Linked DNA regions of Mus musculus: region 1 is linked to region 2. The links are chromatin contacts, called in public promoter capture Hi-C maps. All regions are on one chromosome and are shown on one strand. Each heading gives the region's core, a stretch centred on a gene start, on an enhancer-like site or on the middle of the called end of the contact. The rest is flanking DNA. Distances are from core to core; before and after follow the strand shown. Region 1 holds the start of Ptpmt1 (protein tyrosine phosphatase, mitochondrial 1). Region 2 holds the start of Ddb2 (damage specific DNA binding protein 2).

Evidence for each region. Capture Hi-C pulls out chosen DNA fragments and counts their contacts.
Region 1: a promoter capture Hi-C map of adipose tissue shows a contact between it and region 2, with 2.9 times the contacts expected there. The contact joins the promoter of Ptpmt1 here to the promoter of Ddb2 in region 2. A contact is called at or near these places in 10 of 39 promoter capture datasets (the 3T3-L1 cell line, the C10 cell line, the HPC-7 cell line and 7 more), 4 of 115 datasets of contacts at active chromatin or transcription factors (bone marrow-derived macrophages, embryonic stem cells, large pre-B cells and 1 more) and 3 of 9 other capture datasets (adipose tissue, liver and pancreatic islet).

What each region holds. Positions count from the first base shown.
Region 1 is chr2:90,916,797-90,921,212 of GRCm38.p6, reverse strand. Ptpmt1 (protein tyrosine phosphatase, mitochondrial 1) reads left to right here and starts at 3,163. Exons shown (of 5, transcript NM_025576.2): 1 at 3,163-3,501; 2 at 3,504-3,603; 3 at 3,704-3,784. The coding sequence starts at 3,227.
Region 2 is chr2:91,235,181-91,239,711 of GRCm38.p6, reverse strand. Ddb2 (damage specific DNA binding protein 2) reads left to right here and starts at 2,646. Exons shown (of 10, transcript NM_028119.5): 1 at 2,646-3,022. The coding sequence starts at 2,896. A330069E16Rik (RIKEN cDNA A330069E16 gene) reads right to left here and starts at 2,566. Exons shown (of 2, transcript NR_015464.1): 1 at 2,311-2,566; 2 at 1,355-1,990.

The DNA.
Region 1 (4,416 bases), core at 1,914-4,413, 320 kb after region 2:
GGTTTCTTTAAAAAACAGAAATATTATAAAAAGTTTTCCTTGTAATCCCTGGTGTGGGACATGGGGCTGTTCCAGACTACTGTCTGCAACAGCTGACTGTGGCTGGCTTCATGCTCCAGCATGCATAGTTTCGCCAGCTACAGATGATTTCTGTGATTGTGTGACATTTGGAACTCTGGGAACTTTTCAGAAGGTTTATAAATTCAAGAGTCCCCTAGAGACAGGGTGGGCAATTGCTGGCCATTTAAGGAGGTTGGTTGTAGTTTGTTAGTAGTCATGGTCAAAGAAGAAACAAAAGGAAATATTCAGGAATCCACCCCCTCCCCAATCCTTCTTTCTCTCATATTTGGTGCTAAGGGGTGAAACAGGTATGGAAAATAAAGGGTGGGTAAAAAAGAACTCACAAAGTAGCAGAGAGCAGCGACATCAGACAATAAACTCATATCAAGCAGACACTGTAGGATCTCAGGTGGGGGTGGTAGCACACTCCATGCCCCCTTAATCCCAGCACTAAGGAGGCAGAGGCAGGGGAATCTCTGTGAGTTCGAGGCCAGCCTGGTCTGCAGACTGAGTTCTAGGACAGCCAGAGCTACACAGAGAAACCCTGTCTCAAAAAAGATGGGGAGGTGGAGTAGGGGTGACTGGGGGAGGCAGTGATCAGGATATAGAGTGAATAAGTAAAAAAATAAAAAATAAAAAATAGAAAACAAGAACAAAGATTATTACAATAACCTTTATTTACATGTGAATATGCATAGACTACATGTTAATTGGATCCATGTATATGCTCAGAACAGACACAACCACAGAAAGTAGGTTAGCGGTTGCCAGCTGTTGAAGGAATTAGGTATGATTACTAATGTGTATAAGAGTTCCTTTGATTAATCCCAGCACTCGGGAGGCAGAGGCAGGCAGATTTCTGAGTTCGAGGCCAGCCTGGTCTACAAAGTGAGTTCCAGGACAGCCAGGACTATACAGAGAAAACCTTGTCTCAAACAAAAACCAAAAAAAAAAAAAAAAAAAAAAAAAGAAAGAAAGAAAGAAAAGAAAAGAAAAAGAAAAAGAGTTCCTTTGAAGGTAAAAATGTCCAAAAATTGCATAATGCTGATGACACAACCCCAAGAGTATATTAATACTCACTGAATTGTATATATTAAAGGGTAAATCAGGGCTGACAGGAAGTCTCAGGGGGAACAAGGTGCTTGCTACCAACACTGACAACCTGAGTTCCATCCTTGGAACCCACATGGTAGAAGAGAACAGACTCCTTCAAGTTATGTTCTGCCAAGCATCCTCCCTGATCCAACACACAAAAATAAATTTAAAAGCAGGTGCACGTAGATCCTATGGGTTATGAACCATATCTCAGGATGGCACGAAAAAGGTGTTGCCACTGAAGAGAAGTCAGACACGGTGGTCCCAGCTCCAGGTGGTCCCAGCTCCGGTGGTCCCAGCTCCGGTGGTCCCAGCTCCGGTGGTCCCAGCTCCGGTGGTCCCAGCTCCAGGAGGGCTGACATAGAACAAGTGTCATGTGTTTCAGTCCAATTTACTAGAGAGATGGCTTAGCACTTAAGAGCACTTGCTGCTCTTGGAGAAAAGTGGGGTTTAGTTCCCAGCACCCACATGGAAGGCTACAATATCAGCAACTGATATTCTAGGGGATCCAATACCCTCTTTTGGCCCCCCTGTGCCACTCTCTCTCTCTCTCTCAAAAAAGATATAATAATACTATTGGATCATTTATTTTTTTGAGACAGACATCTGGCCTGGAACTCTCTATATAGACCAGACTGGTTTTTAACTCAGAGATCAACCTGCCTCTGCCTCCTGAGTGCTGGGATTAAGGGGTGTGTCACCATGATGGCAGACTCAATTCTTACTATACTTTCCAATCCCCACACTGAAAATGGCATGTCTGCTTCACTTATCGATTTAAAGTAAATGGGCTATTTTTCCTTACCTTTTTTTTTTTTTAAGATTTATTTATTTTATGTATGTGAGTACACTGTAGCTGTCAGACACACTAGAAGAGGGCATCAGATCCCATTACAGATGGATGTGAGCTACCATGTGGTTGTTAGGAATTGAACTCAGGACCTATGGAAGAACAGTTGGTGCTCTTACCCTCTGAGCCATCTCTCCAGCTCTACACGTTCCATTTTAAATTTAATACTTGTTAATTCTTTGAGGATCTCATACATGTATTAATGCACTTTGATAAAATTCATCCCCACCCTCCAAACTCCTCTCAACCTACTCTTTCCTTCTTGGGTATTATTACGAGTATTTCTTTGATAAGAATAAAATATATCTCTTTTTTAAAAGGAGGAAAAAGATGACAGACAGTGGTAGCACATGTCTTTAATCCCAGAACTCAGGAGGCAGGGACAGGTGAATCTCTGAGTTCAAGGGCTGCCTGGTCTACAAGAGAGTTCCAAGACAGCCAGGGCTACACAAAGAAACCCTATCTTGAAAAACGAACAAACAAATCACCCCAAATCAAAACCAAAAAGGAGGGGAAAAGCAGCAGATACAGGTTAAGAGTATTTTCTTGTGGCTGGAGAAATATTTAAGCAGTTAAGAGCACTGGCTACTCTTCCAGGGAACCCTGGTTTGATTTCCAGCATTCTCCAGCTTTCTCTCCGAGTCACGCTCCAGTCCCATGGGTTCCAACATCCTCTTTGGACTCCTTGGACTTTGCACCCAGGTGATGTCATACAGGCAGGCAAAGCACCCAACACACACACTTTTTTTTTTTTTTTTTTTTTTTTGAGACAGGGTTCCTTTGTGTGTCCTGGAGCTAGCTACATAGCCAGTAGAAGACATTTAGGGCTTCATAGTGTGACCTGGTTTTAAAAAAGGAGAGGGGGGGGGGCGGGGAAAGACAGAGAGACAGAGAGACAGACACAGACAGACAGACACAGGGCAGTAGACCACCACCTAGGTTCAAGTTCAGGTTCCCTGCTCCCCCAAGAGCAGCTGACAACCACCGCTTTTTTTACAGGCAGACTCGGCTTCTCCAGGGCCTTCCCTGTTTAGAGGAGCCTCTCTGCTGAGCCTCCTCCTTAGTGATGGGTGCACTCCGGGGTCACGGCCCCTCCCTAAGGTCAGGGGTTGGAGAGCCGGCCCTGCTCCTTAGGCAGGGTCACAGTTTCACCCGATCTTGCCATTCCACTCCCTCCACCCGACCCCTCGCCGCGCCTCGCGGCGCCTCTCCTTTGGAGCCATGGCTCCTGTTCCGGGATCCCTCGGGCAGGGCCGGGACTCCGGGGACTCAGCTTCGAAGAGTCGGGAGGCATCAGGTGGCCCTCAGCTCTCGTCCTCCGCGTCCTTCTCGCGGTGGCTGGTCGCGAGCCCCGGGGCCGGTGGCTGGCCGCTGCGCCTGGCGGGGTGGGGCGCCTCGCCACTGCGCCTGGCGGGGTGGGGCGGGATGGCGGCCTCCGCGTGGCTGGAGGCCGGCCTGGCCCGGGTGCTCTTCTACCCGACGCTGCTCTACACAGTGTCCGGGGGAGGGTGCGCGGCCCGGCGCACCGCGACTGGTACCACCGCATCGACCACACGGTTCTGCTGGGCGCGCTGCCGCTGAAGAACATGACGCGCCGGGTGAGAGACCGCCGGGCCGGGCCGGGCCGGGCCGGGAGCGGGCCCAGGGCCTCTGCGGGCGCCCCGCGGCCCTCGCTGAGCCTCCTCTTTGCCTCGGCAGCTGGTACTGGACGAGAACGTGCGCGGGGTGATCACTATGAACGAGGAGTACGAGACCCGATTCCTGTGCAACACCTCGAAGGTGAGGACCCGGGCCCTCTGGCCTGGCTGGCCCAGCACTCGGGCCTGGGAAAGCTGGAGAAGCTAGGGGAAGAGGAAGGACGCCGTGGGTGACCTTGTCTCCGAGACCAGTGTTGGAGACCTAGTTGCCTTCTCAAGTTCTGTGTATGTGGGTCAAGCTCAAATGGCTGCAGGTGGAAAGACGCTGAAGCTGATAAGCCAGAAAGAAGTCTTGCGAGTCTGGAGACTCAGGTGGCAGAGGCAGGATCTTTTGAGCCCAGGAGTTCAATGTGTCCTGGCCATTGTCTAAAAAGAGCGAGCTAACCCGCTGTGGGTGGCTCACTCCTGGAATTTCAGCCCCCTTAAGGCAAGAAGTTGTTCCAGGCCAGCTTGGTGTATTGTATGTAGTGAGCTCTGGGTCAGTCAGGACACAGGACAAGGAAGTCCTGCTTCAAAATGGGGACGGGGGGTACAGTTCTTCATGCACAGAATTGTACATGTATATGCTACTTTTCCTTTGTTTGTTTATTTTGAGACAGGGGTCTTAAGTCCTGATCCGATTCTCCTGCCTCCACTTTCCAAGTACTGAGATTACAGGCATGTGCTAATACACCCATTTTGTATTTGTGATTTTGGTCACTAACCTCAGTAACT
Region 2 (4,531 bases), core at 1,397-3,896:
CACACACACACACACACACACCACACACACCACACACACACACACCACACACACACACACACCACACACACACACCACACACACATACACACACACCACACACACACACCACACACACCACACACACACACACACACACACTCACTCATCTAAAACCAAACGACAATATTTCTTACGAAAAATATCGCTCCTTGAACCAAAAGCTGGCATTCTCTTTGGTTTGCTTGTTGTTATGTTTGCTTTTGGGTTTTACTATTATTTACTTGTTTGCTTGGTTTGAGACAGGGACGCACTGTGTAGCTTAAACTGGTCTGGAACTCACAGTGCTGCCCAGGCTAGACTCAGACTCAAAACATTTTTCTGTTTTAACTTGGGTGGGATTGCAAGTATAAGCCACCACGTCTGATTAAGAGAATACCAGTATAGACAGTGGTGTCTCACACCTTTGATCCCAGCACTCAGGAGGCAGAGGCAGGTGGATCTCTGTGGAGGCCAGCCTGACTACAGACTGAGTTCTAGACCACCCAGGGCTATTGGTGATATGCTCTCTCAAGCAACAACAAAAAAGACACATGAAGCACACCAAAACAAAGTGTAAAAATAAAATAGATGACCATTCTGATCATTACAGGCTAACAAAACCCCGAAGTGGACCTATACAAACTCAAGTGATTTATTTTCCCTCATAATCTTCCTAGTTAATATCTTACAACTTTTTTAGGATTCTTTTTTGTTGTTGTTGTTGTTGTTTTGTTTGTTTGTTTTTCGAGACAGGGTTTCTCTGTGTAGCCCTGGCTGTCCTGGAACTCACTCTGTAGACCAGGCTGGCCTTGAACTCAGAAATCCGCCTGCCTCTGCCTCCCAAGTGCTGAGATTAAAGGCATGCGCCACCACTGCTGGGTTTACTTATTTCTTTGTTTTGTTTTCCCAGGGTTTCTCTGCAGCCTTGGCTATTTATTTACTTATTTAGGTTTTCCAGACAGTGTTTCTCTGTAGCCTTTGCTGTCCTGGAACTAGCGCTGCAGACTAGACCTACTTCTGCCTCCTAAGTGCTGGAATTAAAGGCATATTCCACCACTGACCAGCTTGTAATTTTTTTTTTTTTACTTATGTGTATACATGTTTCTTTATGTGCTTATGTGTATATATGGCTGCATCTGCCTGCAGAGTCCAGAAAAGGGTGTCTGGTCTTCTGGAGCTGGAGTTACATATAGGTATTTGTGAGCCACCTGCCTGGGTACTGGGAACAGAATTCAGGTCCTCTGAAAAAGCAGCAAGCTCTCTTAGCCATTAAACCATCTCTCCAGCCACTAAGCTACAATTCTTAATTTAAGCACATCTTAGGACATCCCCATTATTGGTGCTGGGTTCAGCTTTTTATTTTCTTCTAGAGCATCATTTTAATTTAAAATAAAATTAAACTACATTAAAACATATAAATTTTACATATGTTTATGTAAGTATCATCTTCATAAGGAATACATTACTTTTGACACACACATATTGTATTCTTTAAATTGGGTTAGGCACATCTTCTCAGATATCGTTTGTGGTGAAAACATTCAAAACCTTTCTACCTTTAGAAAATATACAGCAAACCCATTGTCTGCTGTCACCTTGCTGTGCAATAGCATGCCAGATTTTCTCACTCTTTTTCTTTTTTAAAGATTTATTTATTATTATAAATAATTACACTGTAGCTGTCTTCAGACACTCCAGAAGAGGGAGTCAGATCTCATTACAGATGGTTGTGAGCCACCATGTCGTTGCTGAGATGTGAACTCAGGACCTTTGGAAAAGCAGTCAGTGCTCTTAACCGCTGAGCCATCGCTCCAGCCCCAGATTTTCTCACTCTTATCTGATCCTTACAAGATATCAGTGTAGTCCAGGCAAACTCTTCATGCCTCAGCCTCCTCAGTGTTGGGAATTACACAGAGCCTGCCACCATAGATACAGCTCTTTTCTATAGTATGAGGTAAAATACATTCATCTGTAAAGCGAGAGGAAAGAATCAAATGCTAAGGCTGTGATTGGGTAATCAGAGGCACTTTTTTTTTTTTTTTAAGATTTATTTATTTAATACACTGTCATTTCAGAAACACCAGAAGAGGGCATCAGATCCCAATACAGATGGTTGTGAGCCACCTTGTGGTTGCTGGGAATTGAACTCAGGACCTCTGGAAGAGCAGTCAGTGCTCTTAACCACTGAGCCATCTCTCCAGCCCTAGAGACACCTATTATTAATGGGGGAAATGAGAAATATTTAGCCACACTTGAATCTTTGCTCTTTTTAAGACATAAACTACCTACTTTTATCTGTCTCTGTCTCTCTCTCTCTCTCTTTGTTGTTCTTCGAGACAGGGTTTCTCTGCGTAGGTCACCGGATTGCTGGAACGTGTACACCAGGCTGGCCTGAAACGCCGCCTGGCTCCGCCTCCAGCATGCAGGGTTTACGGCCAGCGCTCCCTCCTCAGGTTCAAATAATCGGCTTTCTTCAGATCCAGCACAAGCCAAGGCCCAGCTCCTAGGGAGTTAAAATAAAAAACCCTCCCTGTGAGCTGCACACGTTACTCCGGAAGAGGAGGAGCGGCCGGGGGCGGGCCGTGCCCGAGGGGTTGGGGCAGTCCGGGGCAGTTCCGGGGGCAAGACAGCCCCCTACTGTGGCAATCCCGAGGGGGCGGGGCAGTTCCAAGGGGCGGGACAGCCCTGAGGGGACGGGGCGGGGCTAAAAGTAAAGCAGCCCGGAGGAGCGTTTGGCGCGAAGGTGTCTTAGCTGCGCTACCTGCGACGGCGCTGCCTCATACGTAGTCCCTTCCTGTTTTCTCCACGGAGGCTTTTCCACTCCTTGCTTCGTTATTTTGCCACAGAGCTTGATATCTCTTCACCGAGTACGTCATGGCTCCCAAGAAATGCCCAGAAACCCAGAAGTCCCCCGACGTTGCGGTGCTCCTCAGGAGCAAAAGTCGCAGAGGTCCTCAGGAGCTGGAGCCCGAAGCCAAGAAGCTGCGTGTGCAGGGTCCCGGTACGGCCTGTGCTGCTGCCTTAGCTTTCCGGGGGTTCAGGGTGCTCGCGCCAGAGGCTGAAGCTGGGGTGGTGGGTGCTTGTGCCTGGGCTTCTGAAGCAGTTCTTGGCTTCTGTCGCCTCAGGCTGTGATTTTATTTGGGAGATCGAGGGTTCGAACCCAGGCCTCCAGTTCTCTCAGCAAGTGGGCTGCCACTGAGCCACACGCTGCCGACTGGTTTTATTGGCCAGTTCATTGACAGCAGAGAGTTTTAAGTTGAACAGCCCCCCCACCTCTACCCCAGGTGACAGAAAGAGTCAGATGAGTGCCATCACCGTAAAAGCCACAGTCCCCACTTTCCTTGTTCCAGAAGTTTTACACATCTACTGTTTCAAAGTAATCCTCCCTTTCATAGCCTCTCGGTTATGTTAGCTCTGAGAGTCTGAAATTCCCTCCCTCCTTTCTTCAGAAAGCGCATTCTCAGAGGTTTACCAGGACTTGAACCTGGGGCTATAAGGAATGTGATAAATTGATAAGAGTGGTTTTAGCCATGAAAAGAAAGGAAAGTTGTCAAGAGAAAAAAAGGACTTATAGATTGGGTCCACCAGAAGGGCTTGGTAATTCAGAGTTGTTTTATTTATTTGTTTGTTTGTTTATTTATTTATTTATTTATTTAGTTTTTCGAGACAGGGTTTTTCTGTGTAGCCCTGGCTGTCCTCAGAACTCAGAAATCCGCCTGCCTCTGTCTCCCAAGTGCTGGGAATAAAGGCGTGTGCCACCATTCCCGGCTTATTTTTATTATACTCTGATTTACCTCTCTTCCTTGAAGCCACCTAATCAATTTGGAACTTTTCTAAACCTTACTGCATTCTTCTGGTTTCCACTCAAGTAATGGTTGCTCATGACATTATTTAGTATTTCTTTAAATACAGAGTCTTGCTCTATAGCCCAGGCTGGCCTCCAATCCAAGTATGCTGCAGCTTCTGAGTGCTAGGATTACAGTTATACACCACTGTATTTGGATAGCTCTTATTTTATTTTTTTAAGATTTATTTTATTTAATGTATGAGTCCACTGTAGCTGTCTTCAGATACACCAGAAGAGGGCATCGGATCCCATTTCCGATGGTTGTGAGCCACCATGTAGTTGCTGGAAATTGAACTCAGGACCTCTGGAAGAGCAGTTAGTGCTCTTAACCACAGCTGAGCCATCTCACCAGCCCTGATGTTATTTTGTGATCTTTAAGATTGTCCCTCAAAAAAAAAAAAAAAAAAAAAAAACAAACGGGCGTGGTGGCACACGCCTTTAATCCCAGCACTCGGGAGGCAGAGGCAGGCGAATTTCTGAGTTCGAGGCCAGCCTGGTCTACAAAGTGAGTTCCAGGACAGCCAGGGCTACACAGAGAAACCCTATCTTGAAAAATAAAAACAAACAAACAACCAAAAACAACAACAACAACAAAAAAGATTGTCCCTCAACTCCTACTTATTTGTGATCCCACACAAGAAAAGTCTTCAGTGTCCACAATTG